Regions from separate parts of the Zea mays genome. Here all the other regions are linked to region 3. Evidence: chromatin contacts called from public Hi-C data. All regions are on one chromosome and are shown on one strand. Each heading gives the region's core, a stretch centred on a gene start, on an enhancer-like site or on the middle of the called end of the contact. The rest is flanking DNA. Distances are from core to core; before and after follow the strand shown. Region 1 holds the start of LOC103649544. Region 2 holds the start of LOC100285095. Region 3 holds the start of LOC100281025 (thioesterase family protein).

Evidence for each region. Hi-C and Micro-C count contacts between places; a contact is called where the count stands out from the background.
Region 1: a Hi-C map of leaf shows a contact between it and region 3, with 4 times the contacts expected there. The contact joins the promoter of LOC103649544 here to the promoter of LOC100281025 in region 3. A contact is called at or near these places in 2 of 25 Hi-C or Micro-C datasets (both in leaf).
Region 2: a contact with region 3 is called in a Hi-C map of tassel, with 2.2 times the contacts expected there. The contact joins the promoter of LOC100285095 here to the promoter of LOC100281025 in region 3. A contact is called at or near these places in 5 of 25 Hi-C or Micro-C datasets (endosperm, leaf, leaf mesophyll and 1 more).

Annotation. Positions count from the first base shown.
Region 1 is chr3:2,008,791-2,012,953 of Zm-B73-REFERENCE-NAM-5.0, forward strand. LOC103649544 reads right to left here and starts at 1,299. Exons shown (of 5, transcript XM_008675265.4): 1 at 1,205-1,299; 2 at 245-1,105; 3 at 1-119. The coding sequence starts at 1,022. LOC103649545 reads right to left here. Exons shown (of 4, transcript XM_008675266.2): 2 at 3,779-3,902; 3 at 3,428-3,513; 4 at 2,106-2,930. The coding sequence ends at 2,814.
Region 2 is chr3:2,028,191-2,031,952 of Zm-B73-REFERENCE-NAM-5.0, forward strand. It overlaps LOC100285095, which reads right to left and starts at 1,447. Exons shown (of 15, transcript NM_001157990.2): 1 at 1,169-1,447; 2 at 981-1,021; 3 at 229-298; 4 at 1-135. The coding sequence starts at 1,244.
Region 3 is chr3:2,199,531-2,203,324 of Zm-B73-REFERENCE-NAM-5.0, forward strand. LOC100281025 (thioesterase family protein) reads right to left here and starts at 2,264. Exons shown (of 3, transcript NM_001411388.1): 1 at 1,865-2,264; 2 at 1,614-1,754; 3 at 789-1,265. The coding sequence starts at 2,053. The coding sequence ends at 1,146. LOC100217079 reads right to left here. Exons shown (of 10, transcript NM_001359557.1): 9 at 3,365-3,794; 10 at 2,384-3,165. The coding sequence ends at 2,546.

The DNA.
Region 1 (4,163 bases), core at 49-2,548, 190 kb before region 3:
CCGGGAGACGAAGACCAGCGGCGAGATGTCCCTCTCCGGCTCCCTGCCGTCGCCTGGCAACGCAGTCGCCTGGATCTCCTTGTGGAGCCTCGCCCTCAGCATGGCGGCGCCGCGCAGAGCTGCAAGACCATCCATGGGCACGTCAATCAATCAGATCAGATGCCTCCGTTTCTTGCTTCAGCAGTTCAGCTTCTGCTTGCTGTCGTAATAACTGTCTTGCGGTTGTCGTATCGTACGTACGTACCCGTGGCCGCGCCTGCGGTGAGCGCCATGACGTCGCCGCTGCTCTGCGCGTTCACGGCCGAGTGGATGGCGGCCAGGATCTGGTCGTGGCTGGCGCCGATCGCCTGCGCCATCTCCACGCAGTGCGACGCCACCAGCGCCGCCGCGGACGCCACGGCCGCCGCGGTCTTGGCGCCGCCGCCGTCGCCCTTGGCCGGCCGCTGCTCCGGCGCCGCCGAGGACGACGAGAACACCGCGCCGGCCACCAGCGCCGCCACCGCCGCCGCGACGCCCGCCACGGACGTGGCCGCGTACGCCTGCGCGTTGCGGGACCGGGCCTCGGCGCGCTTCTTCTCCCTCTGCTCCTTGATCCACGCGCCCACCGTCTTCCCTCTCCCCGCGGCGCGAAGCAGCTTCACGTCGCCCAGGTGCACCCTGGGAGAGATGGGCTGGCTCGTGCCTCCGCCGGCTTCACCACCAGCCCCAGCCGCCGCGTCTGCCTTCTGCGGCAGAGACAGGCGGCGATGATCACTGCCAAGCGGCGGCCGCTCCGCCGTGGACGTGGCGACGACAGCGGGAGGAGAATCGGAGGCGGCATTGCCGCAGCTGAGCGCCCTGAGGGCCTTGGAGATCTCTGCCGCCGAGAGGCTCCAGGACCTTGCCAGGAACTCCATCGTCTCCGTCGGTGTCTCCGGTGGCCGGACAGTCGTCGGAGCCCACTTATCGGCTGGGCTGCCTTCTTCCTCGATGCCCTCAAGCCTCGGGACCTGCCCACCGTGGTCGTCGGCGCATTGCTCCATTGCCTAGCTACCCGGGGACAACAAAATTCAAGGATCCAAGGTCGGTGCTGAATTGCTGGGTTCTTTTTTTTATTAAAGAAGAACTGAAAACAAACAGAGGAATGATTAGGGTTTTAGAAGGCTGTCAGAGAGGGATGGATATCTGTTAGCTGCTAGGATGGGGCTCAGTGGCATGAACTCACATCACAAACGTATATGCATGCTCTCCACTTGTGTCAGAACTAGCAAAGCAGCAGCTCTCAGCACAACACAGCAAGTACACAGCTTCTGCTATATATATATGGAAGCTGTGTTGTTACTACGTACGTATTATGTGTTTATATTAAGCTGTGTCGTGCGGATCATGCTTATCTTGCTAGTGCTTGGTGGATGTAATTTCTTAGTGCTGGTCTTCTTTCCCCACTCTCGTGCTTCTCTTTGTACCTTGTGTATCCTTTAATTTAGTCGAACTGAGACTTCGGTCGATTAATGAAAATGTTTAGGTGGGGCTCCTCGTCCTCCCGTCGATTCTCCTTTAAAAAAACCCAGTTGCACCCTATTTGTCGGCATTGCATATTTGCATGTCCTCTGTCGATCCAAATCATGCATCGAGAAACAAACAGACCGTTCGCCCGTAGAGACAAAACACTATAGAAATAGCTATTTGCAAATACAATCTCATAGAGACAAAACACTATAGAAACAAAGTTAAACAAACAACTTGAAAGATACATATAGGTAAGATTTTTTTTAGGGCTCCACCTATATTAGAGTAAAAAAAGTGCGGCGAAGTATGTCTTCAAATTTTCTAGCCACATTTGGCTAAGGTAAGTTATGGCAAATTGTACCGAGGAACCAAACATCCCCAAACTCAATGTTCAAAAATCGAAAGGAAAAAAAAAAGACTTAACAAAGTCACTGAAACCATGCAGATCGTTCTCAATGAGGAGCAGAGCAGGGGAAGAGAGAAGCATAGATTCCTTGGTCTTGGGTTTTTACTTTTTAGGCAGAGCGTGCGTGATCATTAGATGCGATGCGAGGTAATTGCACTGGGCTAGTAGTAGTATCTATAGATGAAATTTATGCAGCCGTGTGATGATGTGGTTACGTGCGCTTCATCTGAATCATTAGTTACCAACAAAACAAAGGGAATCAAATATACAAGTGCACTACTGTCTATGACATCGAGCTAAGTGCGTGTCCGCAACTCTGCACGGTATCTAGAAGCTGTGAGACAAGTGTTTTTTTAGAGGGAGGGAGACAAGCGTTTGGCACCACCTGGTGAGCAGCAAATTGAATCACAGATTCACAGGAAACCCGCCCGACAGGGGAGAGCCAGGATGGGGAATATACCCCGCCATTAGCATTAGCAGCCTGATGAGTGATGAAGCTGGTGATGATTGCAGGTGCTTTCTTTTGCGTTTTTCATGGAATATCCTGACTGAGCTTCTCTCTCTCTCTCTCTCCTTTGCCTGCTTTAATGGCCCATATGATTGGATGCTTACGGAAAGAGAATGATGGCTCAAACTGAGTGACAGGGCTTCATTTAGTTCCTCCTCCTTTCTTTGCTTCCTTTAATTCTCATGTTGGAGAATGGAGAGAATGATGCGGCCTCCAATCCGTGTTTCCCGCAGCTAGTGCGAAGAATCTTTTTGATAAGCAGTTCTTGTATGGAACTGAATCTGAGGATCGATCCTTGTGTGGATACTGATATAAGTACAATCTGTGCAGTGTTCTTCATCGCCCGTTTCATTTGGAACAGCAAACAAATTCAGCCATAACGTTCGCTGATGATCCCATACATACAGCATGCTATTTATCATGATATCGACCTTGTCCGTAGTGCTTTCTGATGTCAAGAACAAGTGGCATGAGACGGGGGCCAGCCTTCATTTGACAAGCTTTGTTCCTCTGCTTTCCATCATCCTCCTGCATGTCCAAAGAAATACTTATCAGCGTCTCATCGTCGCCGTTCGTGCAAGGGAAAGGTAAAAAGTGCTGCTTTTCTACACTGTGATAAGACCCTTTCGCGGGGTAGTGGAAGCACCTAGTCCTGTTCATTCGCTCGACAAGACCCTAAATCTGGGGGGCACCAACTCCCGATGCCCAACCAAAGCAGGCAGCATTACCGACGTCTCAAGTAGACTGCATCCATCATTAGCACAGGAAAGCAAAAAAGAACCAAAGCTGCGATCGATTTTTAGTCCAGGAAATGGCATGCATACAAGTAAGAGGAGCATATGACAAGTATACGTGAGAGTAGAAGTGAGTGTACATCATCATCCGTACATAGTGCTGCCTTGCCAAATTCAAATGATAACCTCGCATAGGCACTTACTAGCCAGCAATGTATTATTTAGGGAACACTAAAACACTGTCCTTATCACTAGCTAGCTAGGCCAAGAAAATCTTGAAATTTTACATACCTCGACTCGTTGCATCTCCCAGCTTTCCACGAGGTTACGTCTTGATTTACATGAAAAGTTCACCGACTTGTCCTTGTTTGCTTCGACTGAAAATCACCATCATCGTCAGCTTCTCATTTGAGACAGCAAAATGAAGCAATCATGCAGCGTGCAAGCAGAGGAAGGCTGCACATACAAAATTACTGGACCTTGTCACATAAATAAACCCACAATTCAACATTCACGAATACAGCCTTTGTTCAAATGCACAAAGTGATGAAAACAAGACATTTCGGAAGAATCGGAAGCTGCCTACAGATACGCTGGAATACAAGTTCCACGATCATTTTATATACATAAAAACTTACTTACAATGCAAGACTTCATTCTCAACTTTGGGATCAAAGATCCATAGCCAATATACACAACCAGGTAAAGTGACTTCATGACAACTCCCATGGCTGGACTTGGCCAGCATAACGATGAAAAGGGAAACCTGGAGCACCCGAAAATCCATCATCTATCAGCAGTCAAGTTTTTTCTTTTATTCGAACATCATCAGCGGTCAAGTTTTCAGCAAGCAAACTGGTGCAAATATACAGTATGTTGGACCAAGAACCAAACAGAATAAATAAAAAGGATCACCAAGCTCTGAAATGATAAAAGAATACCAATCTAGAAGAAAGAACACTAGAAAGATTCTGTTATGATTATAGTAGTATGTAGCCACAGTCTGTCAAATGTACACAACATCTTA
Region 2 (3,762 bases), core at 197-2,696, 170 kb before region 3:
ACATCAGGACAGTCTTCAGCGTGAATTTTCGGCCACAATAACAAAACAGGTCCTCCAAACTCGGCCCCAGCAAATCAATGACGAGAACATTCTCTTCTCCATCCACACCGCACCACTTGACGTTGGCAATGCCACCTGGACACCCAAAACCTTTGCATTGTAAGCTCGCCATATCTATATCTTTACATACTGGTAAACTGCTGCAGAGAGTGGCGTGCCGATGCGTACTTCCTCCTTGGAGGGTATTGTACAGCTTCGCCTCATAGAACAGCTGTGGATGCTTCGTCTTGCTGCTCTCCTGTGAGAGAGGTTGTCAAGGTTTAGTTCCTCTGGTCCGTACAGTGATTATTGATTATATATAAAAAGGTCGCCAGCAGCAGAGGTTTAATTTAACGCGCAGGTGCTAACTTGTGGCTCGCGCCCCTGCTGTTGTAACATACTAATGTAGCAGCATTTGCCCAAGGAGGCTCTACAATTAGCCCACGGAACGTGTAATCATGGCCAACAGGCACCACAGCGTTGAAAAGCTAGGCAAATATCATGACAACAACATACAATTAAAGGGGTGTTTGTTTCTGGTAACTAATTTTTAGTCACTCCATTTTATTCTATTTTAGTTTCTAAATTGTCAAATACGGAAACTTAAATGGAGTTTTGGTTTTCTGTATTCGGTATTTTAAGGACTAAAATAGAATAAAATAGAGAAACTAAAAATTAGTCCCTAAAACCAAAGCGAGCTGAGCATTTGAAATTAGAACATAGCTTGCGTGTTTTTTTCTTCTCTCTCTAAAAAAAAGGGAAATGTGCATCCGTTGATGAAAACAAATCTAGTAAGTAGATGATGGCACATTTGAACACATGAACCCTGATAATCCGTATCCCCGGCCGCTAACGCGCAGGAATCAAAGCAGCCCACGGAAGAATTCCGCCAAAGGAAGAGGAGTGAGGAGGAGGAGGCGAGAGAAACCGAGGGCACTCACGATCTTCACGGCGACGATCTCGTAGGTGTCCACGTGCGTGGCTGGAACAGTGACAGCAAAGAGCAGGTCAGGCACAGTAGTAATAACAGATGACAACACCCAAGCAGAAACCAAACGCGCGGGGAGAGGGAGGGAGAGGAGGAAGGAAGCAATAGGGGATCGGGGAAGAGCGGAGTCGGTCCGCTCACCGAGGTAGATCTCGCCGAAGGAGCCGCATCCGATCTTCCGGCCGAGCTTGAACTTGCCGCCGACGATGCGGTCCATGAGCCGCGCCCCGGTGTTTTCCGTGGCCGTGGCCGCGATCCGCACCGCGGCGGACTCCCTCCCGGTCCCGAGGGGGGGCGGTATTAGGAGAGGAGGAGGCCTCCGGCGTCTCGGATTGCCGACGTTGCTGCGGCGGCGGCCGCGGGTGGGGTTCAATTCTGGTGCCACCAGACGGCAGACGCGGCCGCGGATCGGGTGACTTTGAGTCGGGTCGGGTGGGAGTTACGTGAGTTCCGAGTTCCAGGCCCAGACTTCACTTGGAGCGGGACCCACACAAATTCCTTGTTTGTGGCTGTAGACCGACGATCCTGGGCGGCCGTGGCCCGTGGGGAAGAGGATGATTCATCACCTCTTTGGGCAGTCATTTACAAACTTATTTAGGGCTTGTTTGGTTGGTGGCTAACTGTGTCACACTTAGCCTAAGATTAGTCGTTTAAATTGAAGAACTAACCTTAGACAGAAAAGTTAGGTGAAGTGTGGCAAGTTAGGCAACGATCTAAACAGACCCTTAATACCTCGTATTTTCAGGGTCTTTACTGGGTTAAATATAAAAATACAAGATTAACAGTATTTATGATGTGACAGATTTTAAAGGTACTTTAGTGTATAACGTAGTTTCTTATATGTCTACTGTGTATTGAAAACCAATCAGGAGACTCAATGTTGTACATACCCTCAGTCGTCATCAAACTCTCGAGCTCCTGTTAGGGCCAGACGAAATATTTATGACTTGTTGATTTGTTCAGATTGTGATTGATTTTATTTGAATTTTTTATAAGCTAACTTGGCATTCTAGCTTTAAAACATTTTAGCTTAGTTCGTTAATGTCTCATGAACTCAACGAGCTATCACATTTTCAACAAAACGAAATTATATACATTTCATTTATGCATGAATTGGTGAACATATTATATGTATATGTGGTTCTATAGACTATGAGTTAAATTGATAATTTATAAATTATGTTTATGTGTTAAATTGTTTGTGCGAGTATGACTGTGGGATAGACGAACATATGTGTGAATTGTGAATTTTTTTATAAATTGTTGAGCAAAGAGTTGTGTTAATTTAGTGTTGCATTGATGTGGTCTGTTAGATTATGAGTATAATTGCTATTTTCTAAATTAAATTAGTTTGAAACTAACTAAAAAGTGATTATGTATATATATGTGTGTGTGATATTCGTCATCTAGTGTGGTAATTACCTACCCTGAAATGACTTAAGGAATGGCTCACAAATATGACGAACAACTTATGTTTCCTATGTTATTAAAGGATGACTTGTAAAGATCACAAATGACTTATATTTGTGTCGGCGTTTCGAGACCGGGGGGTCCCTGGGCCGACGAGTGAGAATGTCGCCGCGTGCCCCAGCCCAGATGGGTCGGCGCGAGGCCGAGCGCGAAGGAGGGGAAGAAGGCGAGAGAGAGGTGGAAATCCCGCGGCCTTCGTGTTCGTCCCGCGCCCAGGTCGGGTGCGCTTGTAGTAGGGGGTTACAAGCGTCCACGCGGGAGAGGGAGCGAGCGCCTGTCCCGTCCTCGTCCCCGCGCGGCCAACCCTCTCTAAGAGGGCCCTGGTCCTTCCTTTTATAGGCGTAAGGAGAGGATCCAGGTGTACAATGGGGGTGTAGCAGAGTGCTAACGTGTCTAGCGGAGGAGAGCTAGCGCCCTAAGTACATGCCATCGTGGCAGCCAGAGAGGTTTTGGCACCCAGTTTGTGTGGTGTCGTGGCCGTCGGAGGAGCGCTGAAGCCTGGCGGAAGGACAGCTGTCGGGGCTGTCGAGTCCTTGCTGACGTCCTCTTGCTTCCGTAAGGGGCTGAGAGCCGCCATCGTCATAGAGCGTGCGGGGCTCCATCATTACTTGTCTGGCGGAGCGAGCCAGATGGGACGCCGGTCTTGTTTCCCGTAGCCTGAGTCAGCTTGGGGTAGGGTAATGATGGCGCCCCCTGTTGACGTGGCCGGTCTGCGCCATAGGTTGGGCGATGTGGAGGCTCCTCCGAGGTCGAGGTCGAGTCTGTCTTCCGTGGTCGAGGTCGAGTCCGAGCCCCTGGGTCGGGCGAGGCGGAGACCGTCGGCTAAGGCCAGGGCTGAGTCCGAGCCCTAGGGTCGGGCGAAGCGGAGTTCGGCGTCTTCCGGGACTGAGCCCGAGTCCGAGCCCTGGGTCGGGCGAAGCGGAGTTCGCCGTCTTCCGGGGCTGAGCCCGAGTCCGAGCCCTGGGTCGGGCGGAGCGAAGTTCGTCGTCTTCCGGGACTGAGCCCGAGTCCGAGCCCTGGGTCAGGCGGAGCGGAGTTCGCCGTCTTCCGGGACTGAGCCCGAGTCCGAGCCCTGGGTCGGGCGGAGCGGAGTTCGCCGTCTTCCGGGGCTGAGCCCGAGTCCGAGCCCTGGGTCGGGCGGAGCAGAGTTCGCCGTCTTCCGGGGCTGAGCCCGAGTCCGAGCCCTGGGTCGGGCGGAGCGGAGTTCGCCGTCTTCCGGGACTGAGCCCGAGTCCGAGCCCTGGGTCGGGCGGAGCGGAGTTTCC
Region 3 (3,794 bases), core at 1,014-3,513:
TATTTTATGATTGTCAGGTTACCATTTTCACCTGGAGAGTGATTCAAATGGCCTTAACTTCTTTATCCCTTCTCAAAAACTCAAATGATATGTTTGGGGATCGGATATGTAGCTTTAAAAAAATGAAAGAAATCTGATCACAATTGGATGCAGTGCAGTGCTATGGTCTTTGTGGAAAATTAGAAATGATTGATGTTTCAACAACATCAATCCTGTTAATTCCGCTAGCATATTATTTCTTTGTTGTTTTTGGTTGGACTCTTGGGCCATTCTCCAGAAAGTAACAACAAGAAAGATTTTGGAGGAAGGAAGCTCCTTAATCAGAAGAATTGCTAAAGAGATCTTCAACCGAAGCTTCGGCTGGGCACATGTGGATAAACGTCTATGTAATTAAGATTAGGCGAGGGCTAACTGTTCTTGTTGTCAGAAACCCTAAGGGTTGGATGTTTGTCAGTTGGGGCCTTATCAAAACTGTTGGTAACAGTCGGTTTCTGTGGACTTAGTCTGTCTTTGCTGCTAGCTGCTTGTTTGGAATCTCCTGATCCAAAACGCTTCTGGATAGGTTTGATTCTGTTGGTGGCTATGTGTTCTAAGTCTTGTAATAAGTAGTTGTTAGCTTCAGATCGTGTCAAACTTTGTCCCTATTTCTTAATGAAATAGGGGGAATCGTCTTTCCGTTAAAAATCCTGTGCGCTTGTGCTCTAGCTTAGAGTCGTGGAAAAAAAATAACACCCACACACTACGCAATTACGCATCATCAGTAATAAACGCTCGACACAGGCGCCACCAACCACATAACAATCACAGGATAAATAAGCGAACAGCAAGCGATACCCAATTAAGGGCATGTACAGTGGAGAGACACCAAAACGGTTCTCCAAGCACAGGAGACAACTAAGAGACTCTATTGTACAATGGAGTGTCTCTAAACGTAGTCTATTAATAAATACAGAATTAAATGTATTTGTATAGCATCAGATCGATAGAACAGACGACAAATTCGTACAGTGGGAAGTGAGGCGTCTGTTGTTACTTGGTTTACGAGCCAGAGACGTCTCTTCACGGAGAGACGGCTCTAAGATTTTTTTGCAAATAACCCCTAAAACACCTTAAGAGCCTGCACATTAAACACCACTGTACATACCCTAACGGCCCACGATGCGATGCGTTCCCCAGTGCAAGATCCAGACAATGCCGCGGCACCGCTCGTACCCGCGTCTGATTCTGATCCCGGCCGGCCCCAAAGACCGAGTCCGAGCTCGTGCCTGAAACCAGGAATACCTACCAAGATGAAATGAAAGATCGAATTTCCAAGATGACAAGTGTGCCGGCGAATTATTATACAAAAAATTCTACTGCATTTCTTCTTCAGAGCTTGCTGGTTTTGTTGGCCTTGGTCGGCCAGGCGGGGGTCACCCACTGCCTCCCTACGGCGACCAGCTCGCCGGACTCCTTATCGCGCACCACCACCACCGCGGCCGTCAGCTTCCCCATCCGGCCCACCACTCGCCCCTCCACCTCCACCTCCGTCTGCGGCCGGAGCTAGCCGTGAGCGTTGTTCTAGCTCCAGAGTTTGGCGGGGGAAATAAAAAGGAAGGTTAATCTGGACGTACGTCGCGATCGGCCGGCGAGAAGTAGGACAAGCTGTAGTGGACGGTAGCCGTGGGCGCGGCCTCCACCGTGTACGCCACCGCCGAGCACACGCAGTCCACCGCCGCCGCGATCGCTCCGGCGTGCCACCTCCCCTCCGCGTCCTGCACCCACGGCCCACGGGGCGAGTCAGTCAGTCAGAGGGCTCGGGAAGCTCCGGGACCAAGTCAACCGCTGCTGCTGTAGTAGTTGGAGTTGGACGGCCAGCACGCACGGCGACGGGGGCGCGCACGCGGAGCGAGCAGACGACGCGGCCGCGCTCGGCGACGGAGACCCGCGCGCCGGCGATCGCCACGCAGCTCAGCGCCTGGCTGCCGACGCCGCCGTCGTACCCCACGCGCGGGTCCTCCAGCCACTTCCTCGCCGTCGCGGCGGCCACCAGCCGCGTCTCGCCGTCGCCCATGGCCGCGCGATTGGATGGATTCTGGTGCGGATCGCTGCTTGCTTAGCACGACTACGACCCCCACCCCACCCCGCTGCTAGTGCTAGCGATGCAGCCGAAAGCGACGCAGGCAGAACAGAGTACAGAGATGATTGATTAAAAACAGAAAAGGCAGGTTACATCTCCAAGGAAAGCCACGGATGCTTCAGATGAGGAGAGCCTTTGGGTCTGTACACAGCTCGCCGGATCTCCGCCGTCATCGGTTCCTTATACATATATGAATACTGAAAACATTTCTGCACCGTATGTACAATATCGTAAGTACGTACTGCACACCCTTTATTGAATCATCATTTACGTACGGTATAACGAATCCAATGGGATCGTGGGAACAAATAATGTTTTTTAAAAAAAAAAGAGGACCCCAAAAAGCTTATACGACAGCCAGACAATGAATGTTACACAAGTGTAAAAGATCAAACGACAAAGCTCCTGCTCCTGCTCGTGCTCGTCTCATGAAGCTTTCTTGGTCTTGGCAATGCTCAGGAGGTCGCCGAAAAGCTTGTCTTCGGGCTTCATCACCGCAGAGGGTGGCGCCGTCTTAGTCTGGTACGACGAGTTATCCTGCACCGAGAGGCCATACATGCTCTGGGACAGCCCGTTCGCGCCGGGGTACCCATACATTCCCGCCGTCCCCAGGTTGCTGTAGTAGTGCGCAGCGGCCACAGCAGGATGCTGCATGTACCCTGCCAGACGACCACCACCACCACCATACATCGGCTGCTGCGGCGCCACTGGCATTTGTTGCGGGTACATCATGGCTGCCTGCGATCCGCCGCCATACATCTGTGGAGGCATGCCCATCATGGATGTCGAACCCAACTGCTGGTTCCCCAAGCCTGCCTGCATCAGTGTTGGCGCCACCCCAATCCCTGACTGGTTGCTGTACATTGGCTGCCTTTGTGGAACTCCCATGTGGTTAACTTGTGGTTGCAATGCCTGCTGCATGCCGCCGAACTGCCCAGCTGTCCCAGGGAGAGGTTGCACGCCTCCCAATTCACCATTTGGCATTTCGTTGCTTGCCGCTGGCTGAGCCTCCCAAGGAGGTGGCGGAAGGTTTCCACTTTGATCATCTACAGAGTATGGATACTAGCGTCACTTTTTTTTTTCTTCTTCTTCTTCGGATAGAAAAAGAAAGATTCATATGAATACAGAGAGTTCTGGTTGAAGGACAGAAGTGATACAGAAAAGTGCACACACTAATAAAGTAATAATTAAGTAGTATTCCAGAAAGATATAACAGCAGATCAGAGATTACAATTCTTGCCATACCGTAATTCAGTGCTTGCTCTGCTGGAAGGTTGGCAGCTTGATCATTCCACCCTGAATTAACATTATTAAACTGGGATGCCTGATCATAGGACGTTCCAGCACCCCCGTTCGGATACAGTGTCGCCTGTTGCGACTGGAAATGCTGCTGAGTTGGAGTGTTGTATGCCTGAGATCCTGGAATAGCAGAACTTGGATTGAGACCAAAGGGGTCAGCAGCTTGAGTGTTGCTGTTAACGGTGCTGTTCTGTGAAAATGTGTCCACAATTGCTAGTGCATTTTGATTCGATGAAGTCGAGTCAGCAAGAGGATCTGTGACAGGAACAAGAGCTAGTGGATTTTGTGCTGTAGCAGGGGTATCATCCCAGCTCAGAAGATCAATGCCAAGGTCAGATTTTGTTGCTGCGCCATTTGACACTGGTGGTGCTGGAAG